Linked DNA regions of Callithrix jacchus: region 1 is linked to region 2. The links are chromatin contacts, called in public Hi-C maps. All regions are on one chromosome and are shown on one strand. The core of a region is the stretch at or near the end of the contact, and the rest is flanking DNA. Distances in the headings are between cores, read along the strand shown.

The links. A called contact is a pair of places that touch in the nucleus more often than the background predicts.
Region 1: a Hi-C map of skeletal muscle shows a contact between it and region 2, with 5 times the contacts expected there. The contact joins two enhancer-like sites. A contact is called at or near these places in 2 of 3 Hi-C or Micro-C datasets (both in skeletal muscle).

What each region holds. Positions count from the first base shown.
Region 1 is chr7:48,734,804-48,742,463 of calJac240_pri, forward strand. No RefSeq gene overlaps it. Among named protein-coding and RNA genes, the nearest start is that of CASZ1, 59 kb to the left of the region's middle. Within about 2 kb of position 4,593, at least 1 of the 16 cell types and tissues checked has an H3K27ac peak or open chromatin away from gene starts, as enhancers often do. A contact at or near this core is called in skeletal muscle, where this site is marked.
Region 2 is chr7:48,563,427-48,570,433 of calJac240_pri, forward strand. The region is part of intron 4 of CASZ1 (castor zinc finger 1); the gene reads right to left. Among named protein-coding and RNA genes, the nearest start is that of CASZ1, 110 kb to the right of the region's middle. Within about 2 kb of position 1,870, at least 3 of the 16 cell types and tissues checked have an H3K27ac peak or open chromatin away from gene starts, as enhancers often do. A contact at or near this core is called in skeletal muscle, where this site is marked.

The DNA.
Region 1 (7,660 bases), core at 3,343-5,842, 170 kb after region 2:
ACACCATGCCAGCTACTTGGCAAAAGACAACTGGCCTGACACCTGTGGACAGACTTGGGCCTGAGCCCCGTGACCTAACTGGCCTCCACTTTGTCCAGCACTTGATCCTTCAGGAGAAAGGCCTTTTTGCTTCTTCCTTGTTTCCCTTTTCACCTAGATTCTCACCCTGGGCATTCAGAACTGAATTGAGACATTGACTAGTATCTCCTACCTTCCCACCTTGGGCTACACTGACGGAAACTCTTTTTTTAGTTGCATTCAGCCGCCACCATGACAATCACCACCACCACCACCACGTTGCTCACTGAGAGCACCACGGGCGCTGCACTGCCATCACCAGCCTCACCGGCCCCCCTCCACTGGCATCAGCACTAACACCATGAGCACCGTCATCACCACAACCGTGATCTCCACCACTGCGACCATCACCATCACACCCATCACCAACAACAGCAACATCATGATCACCACTATGATGAGCATCACGACCATCAGCATCATCACCACCACTGACAACCTCACTCCACACCACAGGCATGCCCACTACCACCATGAGCAGCACTGCAACCACCCCGTGATCACCAACATCACAATCACCACCATGATTACCACCATCACACCCATTACTACCACCACTACTGCCATCACTACCATCACTACTACCACCAACATTGCCATCACCATTACTATGACAACCATCACTATCGTCACCACCACCATCATCATCACCACTGCCCTGATCACCATCATTATCAGCCTGACCATCACTAGCCTCACCACAGGCACCAACACCACCACTGTGACCATCATCATCACCACCCCCATCACCACTATCACCACCACCACCATCATCACCACCCCCATCACCACCACCATCACTCACCATCACTACCACCATCACCATCATCACCACCACCATCACTACCCCCATCACCACCCCATCACCACCACCATCACCACCACATTACCACCCCCATCACCACCATCATCACCACCACCATCACCACCATCATCACCACCCCATCACCACCACCATCACTACCACCATCACCACCCCCATTACCACCACCATCACCACCACCATCACCACCATCACTACCACCATCACCACCATCACCACCATCATCACCACCCCATCACCACCATCATCACCACCACCATCACCACCATCATCACCAACCCCATCACCACCACCATCACCACCACCATCACCACCCACATCACCACCCCCATCACCATCATCATCACCACCACCATCACCACCATCACTATCACCATCACCACCACCACCACCATCACCACCATCATCACCACCCCCATCACCACCATCATCACCATCACCATCACCACCATCATCACCACCCCATCACCACCACCATCACCACCCCTATCACCATCACCATCACCACCCCCATCACCACCATCATCACCATCCCCATCACCACCATCATCACCATCCCCATCACCACCACCACCACCACATCACCACCCCCATCACCACCATCATCACCATCCCCATCACCACCACAATCACCACATCCCCATCACCACCATCACCACCACATCACCACCCCATCACCACCATCATCACCACCACCATCACTACCACCATCACCACCCCCATTACCACCACCATCACCACCATCATCACCACCATCACCATCCCCATCACCACCATCACCACCACATCACCATCCCCATCACCACCATCATCACCACCATCATCACCACCCCCATCACCACCACCATCACTACCACCATCACAACCATCATCACCACCCCCAACACCACCACCATCACTACCACCATCACCACCATCATCACCACCCCCATCACCACCACCATCACCACCCCCATTACCACCACCATCACCACCATCATCACCACCATCACCATCCCCATCACCACCATCACCACCACATCACCATCCCCATCACCACCACCATCACTACCACCATCACCACCCCCATTACCACCACCATCACCACCATCATCACCACCATCACCATCCCCATCACCACCATCATCACCACCACCATCACCATCACCATCACCACCCCATCACCACCACCATCACCACCCCATAACCATCACCATCACCACCCCCATCACCACCATCACCACCCCATCACCATCCCCATCACCACCATCACCACCACATCACCACCCCCATCACCACCATCATCACCATCCCCATCACCACCACCATCACCATCCCCATCACCACCACCATCACCATCCCCATCACCACCATCACCACCACATCACCACCCCCATCACCACCACCATCACCACCACCATCCCCATCACCACCACCATCACCATCCCCATCACCACCATCACCACCACCATCACCATCCCCATCACCACCATCACCACCACATCACCCTCCCATTCTTCCTCATCTTTCTCAGTCATCAACATCACCACCTTCATCACCCTTCAACACCATCTTGTCCTCTTACATGACCAATATGAAAGGACCTTTATAGTTTATTTTCCCCTGGGGGCCAGTTATCATGAGGAAGATCCCTGCTCTCTGGGATTTCTGATCGAATGACCACCACTGTTACCATCATAATCCCCACTACTACTAACTATCCTGATCAACATCCACATGACCATCTGCCACTATTGTGGGGTCCTAATTAGGGGAAAGGAGTCAGGCTGGTGGGAGCAGGGGAAAGCAGAAAGAAAAAACAGATAAGCTCTAAGTCTGCCTTTCTTCATGGTCCAGGACATGTAGCCCTCCTCAGCCCAACTTCTCACCAGACACCTGCAAGTTAGCTCACTGCAACCGTGGCATTATCAAGTACTGCACAAAGTCCTCTTCAGCACACAGCACAAGTACCATCCTATAAAATCCCCAGCAGGCTGGGCACAGTGGCTTATGCCTATAATCCCACCACTTTGGGAGGCTGAGGCAGGTGGATATCCTGAGGTCAGGAGTTCGGGACCAACCTGGCCAACATGGTGAAACCCTGCCTCTACTAAAAGTACAAAACTTAGCTGGGCGTGATGGCAGGTGCAGTAATCTCAGCTACTCAGGAGGCTGAAACAGGATAATCTATTGAACCCAGGAGATGGAGGTTGCAGTGAGCCGAGATCATGCCATTGCACTCCAGCCTGGGCAACAAGAGCGAGACTTCATTTAAAAAAAAAAAAAAAATCCCCAGCGAGCTTTGTCTCCTTGCAGTCAGCTCCTCTGTATTAGTTTGTTCTCAAACTGCTATAAAGAAATACCTGAAATGGGTAATTTATAAAGGAAAGAGGTGTAATTGACTCACGTTCCACGTGGCTGAAGCGGCCTCAGGAAACTTACAGTTGTGGCAGAAGGAGAAGCAGGCAGCTTCTTCCCAAGACGTCAGGAGAGAGCCAAGTGAATGAAGGAGGAACTTCCAAATACTTATAAAATCATGAGATCTTCCTTCTGAGCACTCACTCACTATCATGAGAACAGAGTGGGGGAAACTGCCCCATGATGCAATCACCTCCCACCAGGGATCCCCCTCAACACCTGGGGATTACAATTCAAGATGAGATTTGGGTGGGGACACAAAGCCTAACCATGTTATCCTCCCTTGCTGGTCTGCCCACTGCACCCTTGCAACATATTTGCATAACTTCTCTAATATATCTGCCTTTCTTTACCTACAATTGTCTTGGCAAAGTCTTCTTACCACCCTTGTGATACCAGCCTCAGATAGTCACTGCTCACCTGAGACAACTACCATCTTCAATTCCATCATCACCACCATCATCATCACCCTCCCATTCTTCCTCATCTTTCTCAGTCATCAACATCACCACCTTCATCACCCTTCAACACCATCTTGTCCTCTTACATGACCAATATGAAAGGACCTTTATAGTTTATTTTCCCCTGGGGGCCAGTTATCATGAGGAAGATCCCTGCTCTCTGGGATTTCTGATTGAAGATGAGCACTGCTGATGGGATAGGGATGGGGATGGCAGAACTCTGAAGTCCTTCCTTACCTACCGCTCCGGCAGGATGATTGTAATTCCCCACAGACTGTTTGCCTCTGTGCTCTGCCCCATCAGTTTCCTTGGCCTGGAATGTGCTTCCCCTCATCACCTCCGTAGTGATGACTGAACTCAAGAGTCGGCCCTCCCAGGAAGGGTTTCGACCCCCAAGTCTGGGCTGAAAGCCCTTTGTCAGGAGCCAGGGCACCTGCGGTTCACATGTCTTGCTACTTGTCTGTCTGTCCCACTAGAGGGTGAGCTCCTTGGGGGCAGGGCTGGGTTTCCTTTGCCTTTCTATCCCTGGCAGTGCCTGACTCAGTGGAGGAGCTCAAGAAATATTTGTTGAACAAATGAATGCTTGTTAAATAAATGTGTATGAAATGTCGCAAATCATGAATCTGAGAGCTTTTGGCAGGGAAGAAGAGACAGAAAGCCTCTGCTCACCAGGGTGGAGCCAAGGTCGGCAGGCAGTGGGAAACTGACTGTGGAGGGGAATGGGGTTGGGGGCTTGAGAAGGCCTCTCTTGGGAGGGGAGGTCTTACTCAGATACACTCTGAGGCCAAGGAACCCTCTCAGTCTGTAGCCTCTGGGGTGGAGTGTTTGGGAGAAGCGGGGTCAGGGGTCTACTGCCCTCCAGGCTGGCACTCTCCCCTGGACCCCCCAGCCTGGGGGAGGAGAAGGAAGAGAGTCAGCCCCCTCACTGTCGAGTGCACGGTGGCCTCCACTCGACCCCTTTAAGACAGCCTGGGCGGCTTCCCTTTGCTTGTTGAAACTGTTCAGTTTTCGGACAGGACAGGGGAGGGGGGCGGGGGGGAGGTCACACCTGTTGTGGAACTTGAGAGAAGGCTTATTTATAAATGTTCAGGGCTCGGGATTCTTGCGGAGCTGATGTCCGGAGGGGAAGGTCACCAAAATGCTTGTTTATAAAAGCAACAGCAACTGGGAACACCATAAACGGGCTACACGATGAAATTAACAAGCCATCTGAGGCGGGGCATGGCGGGGCACAGCAGGGCCTCTGCTGGCCAACGCGCTGCTGCCGGGCAGAGCCCCAGGCCTGCCTCCAAGCCAGGGCCCTCCCCGGCCCCAGCCACCACCCTGCCTGCCCCCCAAACGCCAGCCCAGCTCCAGTGACACCCCCACCCCACGCCAGCCCTTGCCCCATCCCCACCCAGGGACACTCGGTTCACACAGCAGCTCCTCCAGGGCACAGTATTTGCTGTACTACCCCAGCACGAGCTGGTCCTTCATCACCCCCGAGGTGGACATTTCTGCTGGGGCCCTCACTGCCACTCAAATCCCCCTAAATGTACCAGGATGGTGCCAGATTGGGAGTGTATTTTTTTTTATAGCTCTCAATGGCAGACTCGGGCCTCCAGCCTGCCCAGGAGGGGGCCCAGGGCCCTGTGGAAGTGTCAGAGAGCGGACATTTCCCCCTGCTCACCCTCTCCTGGGACTCTCTGTCTGATTCCCAGTTTCAGGAAAGCTGTATTTTCCTTCGGTGACTGATGGCTGAACAGGTGGCTTCTGGGTTAGAGAGTGTCAAGTGAACAGCGGCAAGAAGAAGCGGCCTGCCATGGCTCACTTTCACTGCCCGCCTGGCCCTGGGCTGCTGACAGCTCGCTGGCCTCCCCTACTGAGGGCGTGTGTCTGGCCGCCCCTTACCAGACACCACCCCAGCCCTGCAGCCCACCAGGCAGGGCTGCCTGCACACAAAGTCCTGACAGCTGAGGGGGAACTGGGCCCTGCTCTCTTCCACGCGCCACCCACGTGATCACAGACACATGCATTCAGTCACATGAGGAAGCTGCTCCTTCTCCTGATGGAAAGGGCCTGCACCCCACTTTCCAATTTTCCATCCAATTCACCTAACAACTCTGAGCCTAGCAGCGTGTCCTGTGCAGGAACTGTCCCAGAGCTGACACGAAGGGACACGCCAGATTCCAGTTGCCTCCACCTCCTGCGTTCCCATCCCAGGGCGGAGGCTCCTGGCCTGCCATCCTGCTTCTGTGCTTCAATATCCCTCTGTGTGTCTCTGTCTCTGAGAGACTCTCTTATCATCTCTTTCCCTCCCATTTTCTCCTTTCTCTTTGCTCTCTGTCTCCGTCTCTCTCTCCATCTTTTGTTAGATAAATTGCTACCTCTTTCTGTCTCTTTCTTTCTCTTCATCTGCTTCCTGCCTTGGTGTCTACCTCTTTCTGTCTCTCCCCTCCTTGACTCTCTTCCTTGCTCTTCGGCTCTGTCTCTGTCACAGACAACCCCCCCCCCCGGCCCCCAGCACATGGCCTCCGTCACTGGAAGTCCCAACACCTGGCATCAGCGTGATCAGATCTATTTTCTCCCTCAGCCGCACTGCTCAGAATTTCTGAGAGGAGCTCCTGGTTTCAGCCTGGCCCTCACTCTGGGCCTGGTGGGTGGCATGGGCCCATGGAGAACCCACACTGGGGACACAGACTGGACCAGCTCGAGACTTCCTGGCATGAGACAGAGCCGACTGCCAGCCTCTTGCTTCTCCTTGGCACTGGAGCCAGTGAGGCCATGGGGTTGAGATCTGGGTGACCTGGTGCTAAGTGGGCCACAGCAGTGGTACCAGGGCTGTAGGAGGGGGCATCACCAAAGTTTCTTCATCATCATCCTCGGCCACTATAATTCACTCTCCAGGAGGACGAGGCCCCTCAAAACCAGCAGAAAACGCCAGGTTCTGGCTCCCTGGTCAAGGGGAAGGGGTGTAACTCTGATAAGACCCTTAGAAGGAATAGCTGAGCTGTCCCAGGGCAGCTGCCAGGCGGTGGTGGGCCTCAGGTGCCTGACGCAGCCTAGTACAGCTCAACAGGGAAGTGCCTGGGAGAGGACACTGGGGACAGCGGCCTGGAAAGCACCCTCCATCCCATACCCATGCCCTGGGGCCATCACAGCTCCCCATCAGCCCTGAATCCATAGGGAGGCAGGAAAGCTCCATGCCAGAGACAGGATGGGCATTCGACCCTGGGGAGGGCGGGGCTGGCAAGTGGCAGGCATCATTCCTGAGGTCCAAGACAGAGGTAAGGTGGGTCCAGGAGACCACCCCTGCCTGAATTCTAATCCACATGCCCTAGCCCCTCACTTTTCTGTGTGGACATAAATCAATCACGTAATCACTGGGAACATTTGTGTTGAGCACCTACTAAGTACAAGGCCTTTTTCAGGCCCCCTAATAAACCCACAGTCTGGAGAGAGGTGCAGACAATAAGCAAGACAAAAACTATCTCATCACAAGCTGGAATTAGTGAAAGAGGCAGGAGCATGAGGCAGGGCGAAGGGAGCGGGAGAGGGAGAAGGAGACTCCTCGGATGGGAGGTGGCAGAAGATGACTCCGAGGAAGGGACATTGGTGCCTCAAGACCCTCCCTCCATCCTGGAAGCATTTCCCCTCCAGTAGGAAGCCAGAAGTCCCACACCCCAGCCCATCGGATTGTGCGCAGACCCACCTTGGTTCAATAGTCATAAAAACTTCAGCCATCGTGACTCGCTGAAGACCTATCTGTACCAACTGCTCTGAAATTTGCTTCTGTGTATTATCACTTTTAAAGCACAGAACAAGTTAGAGGCAGGTTCGAGTAAAAAAGACTTCTGGCTGGGCACAGTGGCTCATGCCTATAATCCCAGCACTTTGGGAGGCTGAGGTGGGTGGATCACCT
Region 2 (7,007 bases), core at 620-3,119:
TGGGAGGCTAGGTGTGGCTCTCTCGGAAGGAAGGCACTGATAAACTGAGGGGGGTGCGGGAGTGAGGGGCTGTTGGGGGGTTGCCTTTCCGTATCCTCTCCAGAAGCCCGGGGGGGCGGGGGAGAAGGCCCGGAGTTAAAGGGGTGTGATCACAGCTGCAAGCCCTTTTCTAGGCCTCGTCAAGCTTCCAAGCAGTGCCCTGCCATGCCTTGGGGGTGGTGGTGGTATGAGCATGCCGGGCTCAGCACATGTGCCTAGCGTAACACAGCAGCCTGGGAGCAAGTTTTGGTATCGCAGAGAGGATTTAGTGGAGCCAGCTGTAAGTCCCCCTCCTGGACTGAGATATAGTCCATTCAGGAGGTGCGTGGGCTCTCTAGGACCCTGCGGGTGGGCCCATGTCACTTAGCCCATCCTCCTGCCTCCAGACAGGGCTGACTAACCCTCACGGTTTGCCCAGGACCAAGGTGGTTCACACACAGGGGTCTTTGTAGTTCTGGGCAAACTGGGGTGGTTGTTGACCCTTCTGTGAGACTGCACGATGCTGACTCCATGGTCTGCGGGCTGGGAACTCGGCCCGGAGTCTAACTCGCATCTGCTCCTGGGGCCCACACTCTCGGGCGTCCGAAATCCTCTCTTTCCTGGGTGAACTGAGGACAAGGCCTCTCATGCCCGTGGAGGCCAGCCCTGAGCCTCTCCCATCCCCCGTCAACATGGTGAAACCTTGTCTCTACTAAAAATGCAAAAATCAGCCAAGTGTGGTGACGCTCGCCTGTAATCCCAGCTACTCAGGAGGCTGAGGCAAGAGAATCGTTGAATGGGGAGGTGGAGGGTGCAGTGAGCCGAGACCACACCACTGCACTCCAGCCTGGGCAATAGATGAACAGACGATCTGTTTTGAAAAGCTGGTTCCCATCATTGAGAGGGACCCTAGGCACACATGGAATGTGTCCCCCCAACTCAGCCACCCATGGGGGAGCTCAAGAGGAACCCCCAGCGCGGGACCTGGCCCAAAGGTCGGGAGCCTCCTAGAAGGGAGCTGTCTTGCCTGAAACCCTTGGATTTATCAGATGAGCATGGCCCCAGCCAGGCCCCCTGGCACAATCCTTCCATTAATTTACTATTGCATGGGAAATTACTCCTTACCCAGGAATATAAGTTTTCATCTTATTTTAAGTTAGATTCTTAAAGCAATTAACAAGGCATCTGGCGATGATTTCACCGTGCGGCCCTGCAGGGGAGGAGGCCCTGGCTCTAGGCCCCAAAGGGGAGTCTGGGGAGAACCAGGAGCCCTAAACACCTGTCCTGAGTCCTGGGAGGGAAGTGGGGGGCACACTGTGATCTCTGATATTTGCTGTTTGTGGAAAAACTCCTTCCCAGTGCCACCTGCCCCATGAACCCGCTGGTGACAGTTGCTGAAAAGCCTTGGCAGCTGGGGCTGAGGGAGCATTTTCTATTTTTAATTGTTTGATCGGAATATTAACTCATCTAGGCCCAGTCCCAAGATGCATTTCCCAGCCAAAGGGTTCCCCCATTTCCCACACCTTCCTCTTTCTCTTTCTCTCTCTCTCTCTCTCTCTCTCTCTCTCTCTCTCTCTCTCTCTCTCTCTCTCTCGTCAGAAATCAACTTTGAAATTAATAACCAGAGAGACAGACCTCGGAGAGTTTGTGAGGTGCATGGCATCAGAGAGGAGGAAGGCTCCTCCCCACCCCAGACCTGGGAGCAACCGCTGCTCTTTTCTCTCTGAGCCACTGATCCTCAGCCCCCGGGCACACATCGCCTGGCATTGCCATGCCCACCTGAGCCCCACCCAGCCTCCCCCTGTCCACTCCAGAAAGCCCCCCTCCTCTACTCATTCAAAAATCTTGAGGGCAGGGCAGAGAGGCTGGGGATACCCAGGAAGCTCCCAGGAAGGACAGGGAGGGGACGCTGGGAGTGAGGAATGTGTTCCTGGACTCAGAGGGGCAGGGAAGAGGCTGACTTTGGTTTCAACTTCCATGTACCCGAGGAAGGGAGCCCACAGGGGCAGCTGCCGGCCCATCCTGTAGGCAGCAAGTCATACCACCCGCCTCCAGCTGGTGTCACTGGGGCCTGAGGTGGATCATGCTGCCAGGAAGAGTATGCTGGGGCCAACCTGACCCCATGGCCCCCACCTGACCCCTTGCCAGGAAGGGCCCCCCATCCAGCACAGGGGCCCATGGCCGCCTGGCCGTCTTCTCTCCTTACATGTCCTTGGCTGCATCCCCGCACTCTTCCCTCTCAAGGTCACAGGGCCATCCACACCAGGAATATTTACTCACCAGACTGCCACTGTTAGTAGCACTCACCACAAATATGCTTTCTGATAAAGTTGGCAGAAAAAAAATTCTAGAGCTCAAACCAATGTCAGAAATCATCCCCCGCCCCTACCAAGGGACCACCAGGAGGGGCTGGAATGGGGTCACCCAGCAGCTGAGGGCTGTCCTGGGGGGGCTGGGATCACACTCCCTCTCCCCTTTCTCCTTCCTGTTTTACTTGGGACAGTGCCCAGGGGACCAAGGGTTGGGGATAGGTCTAAGCCGAGGACTGGGTTTTGGGGTTGCTTAGGCCTCTGGAGGACAGGTAGGTTGGCTGTCACCTGGGCTGCCCCCAGGCCGTCTCACCTCACTGCGCCCCTCCCCACCCCCTCTCTTGGTGCACAGGGGTTTTAATGTTTTTATTACCTGTTTGACTCTCAGCCTTATTGCTTCTCCCCTTAATGGGGCCGTAACCGTGGAAACGAGGAATAAACGGCCACCAGAAAATGAGATGATTAAACAGGTCACCCTGGCAAACAAACTCAGCCGAGGAACCTCTGGGGGTGGGGACGCTAGTCTGCCCTCCCCCACCCGTGGCCCGGAGGCCTGGACCAGGTCCTGACCACTTTGCTTCATCTCTAAAAGGATGGGGGCAGATGCCGTGGGGCGCCCCCTGCTGGGCAGTGGAGAGCTGGGTCATCCTTCTGCGAGGCAGCCCCTGGCTTTCTCTGGCCTTGAGCTCCTGGGTTGAAGGGGTGGCAGAGAGGGAGGCACTGGGCTAGAGGACGGTGAGGATCGCAGCTGCGGAGAAGAGGCACTTCCCAGTAACAGAACTTCCAGGACTCTCTCCCAGCTGGCCTCTGGGACACCTCCTGCTCTCCTGCTGAGCCAGGGTACCCCCGCTCTTCCCCACCCCCCCCACCCCCACCCCCGCTTAAAGCTCGGCCAGCTCCTCCAGTCTCCTGTTCTCACCTAGCACAGTCCCTCCCAGGGCCCCCTTAGCTCACCGAAAAAGCCCTGTAAGAAAAGGCTGGGCCACCCAGCTCCCGCCTTCTCCTCCAAAGCCAGGCAGGGCCCCAGCCTCAGCCAGGAAGCATGGAGAGAGGCTTTGGGAAGGGTCTCAGCAGGTTTGCGATCATAGCACTGGCAGTGCCCCTGAAAAGCCTGAGGAGACCCCAGAGACAGGCCTGTGGGACATTCTAAGAGCAGATGCCCTGGCCAGGGGTGGCCCACATACCCCCTGGCTCCTGGCTGGCCCCCGGTATGGGTGTATCCCCATCTTTCTGGCCTTACTCCCTGCCCTGGGTCTGTCTAGCTAGAGGGATCCCCAGAGTGGGGAAGAGAATGAGAGGACTGACGTACAGTGGTGAGGTCAGCTCGGGAAGAGAGACCAAGGGGAGAGGGAGATGGGCAAGGGGCGGGTGGAGGAGGGCCTGGATTGCCCTCTGCTGCAGCCCTCCTGGTCCCAGGCCACCATCATGGTTAGGAGTTACTGTGGGTTCCATTCAACCATCCCACTCCTGTCCTTTCTCCTTAGGCCCCCTGCCCCTTTCATGTCACCCCAAATCCCAGCCTCACTCCTGTCTGTAAACCAGGCTCTAGAAAGCTCTCAAGGAGCTACAACCCAGGTCCCAAGGGAATCGGCCAGCATTTCCTGCCTTCCTCCTTCTGCCCCGACCAAGAAGCCCGGGAGGCACTTACGAAGAGGAACATCCATCAGTCAGTTCCACCCGCACTTACAGCGGGAAGGCGTGAGCCCCAGCCCCTACCAGGCCCGGGAGGAGGTGGCAGTACAGCAGCTACCATCTAATGGTCAGCTTTAGAGTGGCCGTGGCGGAGGAAAACAAGGGCCCCGGCCCCAGCCTTCTGGGGATCAGGGCACATGAGTCCGAGTGCTGGGTCCTGGCACAGTGATGTCACAGGTCTACCCAGAGCCTCAGAGAAGCAGGCTACAGCCAGCAGCTTCTCTCCTATCTATTTCCAGGGCCAGCGGGTGTGAGGCTGGAAAGGCTGCATGGGGCAAGAAAGGTAGCAGAAGAGCCTGGCTTTAGGGGCTGGGTGGCCTGGGTGAAAAGATAGAAAAACAGGGTCGCACAATGGGAACCTGGAGTTCTGCTCCTGGAGGGGAAGGAGGATGAGGCACAGAAAGAAGGGACTGGCGAGGAGTCTAGAAAGCCCAGTAGTGGATGGACATCCCTTAAGGCCACTCTTTCCCAAAGATCCCTGGGTCCTGGCCCCGGCTCCTCGGTCTGGCAGGACAGCAGGCCGCACCTCTCCCTCCACTAGGCAGATGCTGCCAACACAGGGTCCAGGCAGTCCTCAGTTCTGCCTCTCCTGCTGCAGGAGTGGCTCCGATGTTTCCTGGGTTTCAGGCCTCGCCTCCTGCATGGGGCTCTTCCCCAACAGGACACCATACGTCCTGCTGAGTCGAGGGTATCAGGGTGCTGTTCTGTGGCCAGGCAGCCAGAGGGGTGAGGGCTAGACCACCAAGCTGCTGTCTTGCATGGGGGTCCTGGTGAGGCTGCCGTTCCTCCTCTGCACACTGGGGCTGCCTGCCCTCTCCTGCTGCTCCAGTTTCTCCCTAGTCTTGTTGTACTCTGGCCCAGCTACCCCAGAACAACTGCTGCTTGCTGTGAGGACCCACAGGCATAACTGCTACAGTGTGACTTCCTTCCCCCTCTGAAGGTGAGGAGGATGAGGAGGAAACAGAGTTAGAGATGGTGGCATCAGCCAGGGTGGTCAGGGTCTAAAAACCAGCTCAGGGCTGGGTGTGGTGGCTCATGCCTGTAATCCCAGCACTTTGGGAGGCTGAGCACTTTGGGAATCTGCAGCTCAGTCAGATTCCCAGGGGTACCGACCAGGCCAGTAGAGGGGTCTGCCTCGCACCCACACTTAGGGCCTTTCTTGGAGAGGAGAGTGAATAGGTCCTCCTCGCTGGTTCCTACCAGGGAAAAAGGGCCCGGGGCAGGGGGGGGGGCGTCTCTCTAGGGAGACTTTCAGACCTGCTCCTCTGCCTCAGCCTCCTGGTGGAGGGGACAGCTATGCTGGGCCTTTCAGCCTCAGCTTGCTCTGATGTCTTGCCACTAGAACCAGGGCTAGCTCAAAGGGTCACTTCCCAGCCCAGAGCTGTGCTTTCTACTAAAGGAAAGGTCCAAATAACACGCTCCTCACCTTGTCCACTCACCCCCTACTCCCGCCCGCCAGGACTGCCCCACTGAACAAAATCAAGTTGGGAGTCACACAGCCGATGACTGTAGGTCTTCTGATGCCTGAGTCCCTCCAAATGCCACTAACCAGTGCACAGCACAAACTTCTGTTTGAATGGTACCAGGAAACTCAGGACTTCCGAGATGGCCCATTCTGTCCCTGGCTCTGACAGCTCCTTTCTGCCGAGATGGCCCCAGATCACCTACCCCTGCAGCAGACTGGCAAAACCGGTGCCCAACCTGGCTACAGGGGCTGGCCCCAGCTTAGACTGGTTGAGTGGGTGTATCTGGCCAAGTCAAGGCTGGAGGAAGGAAACTCAGAGCAAGCTGCTCTGCCCTGACCCTGGCATGGAATCTTCCTCCAGAACAGCACAGGGACCTTCTTAATCCCCGGCGCCTGCTGGGTTGAAGGTGTAACCAGAGCTAGCGAGGTTCCTAGAAGCCTCCGCACTTGGCAAGGCTCTGGCCTTGACCTGGCGGCTCATGGAAGGTCTGATCTGAAGGCGGCTGACACTCTGGGCAGGGGCCTAGGCAGCGCACATGGGGCTGGGTTGGGGAAGCCAGGCTCTTTGCTCCTTGGGCTCACAAACCATCTGGAAATCTGTGGCCTCTCTTCTGCCTCAAGACGGCATGCCCTCAAAGCATGGGGCTACTGAGAAATTCCTCAGGAAAATGAGCCAGCCTGGCTCAGCTTCTGATCCCACCCTTCCTGGCCTCCCCACAGTGGAGGCCTGGGCTGCCTGAGATGGGGGGGTCTGCTGGTAATGCAAGGGGGTCCTGGCCTGGAGCCCCAGCAGGAGAAAGAAGCAGGCCGGGCTTCCTCCCACTGACCCGCCTGGATGACAAGGCTGTAGCCACAGCGTCACGTGGGCAGCACTGTCCCTCACTGGCTCCCCCTGCAGTCCATGGCCGTCCCTTTGAACTTGCCCTCTTGCCTCTTTGGCCTTGACCTTGCAGAGCCTAACTTGGCTCCACCAAGCCTAGGACAGACCCACCCCTTCGTCTAAAGAAGAGAAGGGACAACTGTAACCAGATCCCCACCGGTCAAAGGCAGCTTCCTGCTCTCAGCTCCACACGTGCTTCGCCGCCATTTTCACCCCAGCTTCTAGTTGAGTTCAGGGCCTGGGAATCAGCCTGGTGGGGCCTAACCCTGGGAGCTTCCCAACGGCAGAATGGATGTACCTGTGTTTGAAAGCTTCCTCCCTTCTCCCCTCCCCCCTCCTGGCTTCCTCCCCCAGGGAAATCACTCTAAAAGGGCCTAATGGAACTATGTCCTCCTCTCTTCCTCTCTCCCCTCCCTCCCTCCCTCTCTCTTTCCTTTTTTTTTTTATTAGCATTTGTGGAATTTATTCCCAAACTCTCCTAATCTTCCGTACACAACCATTTGATTTGCATAACCCAACCCCCTCTCATAAAAACTGGCTGCTAGTTTAATTAAAAAATGTAAATTTGCTGTCATCTCGGGGCCTGGTGAATTAGGACGACATCGGCATTTTTTATTGCTAAAGACGTCCAGATTGATCCAGC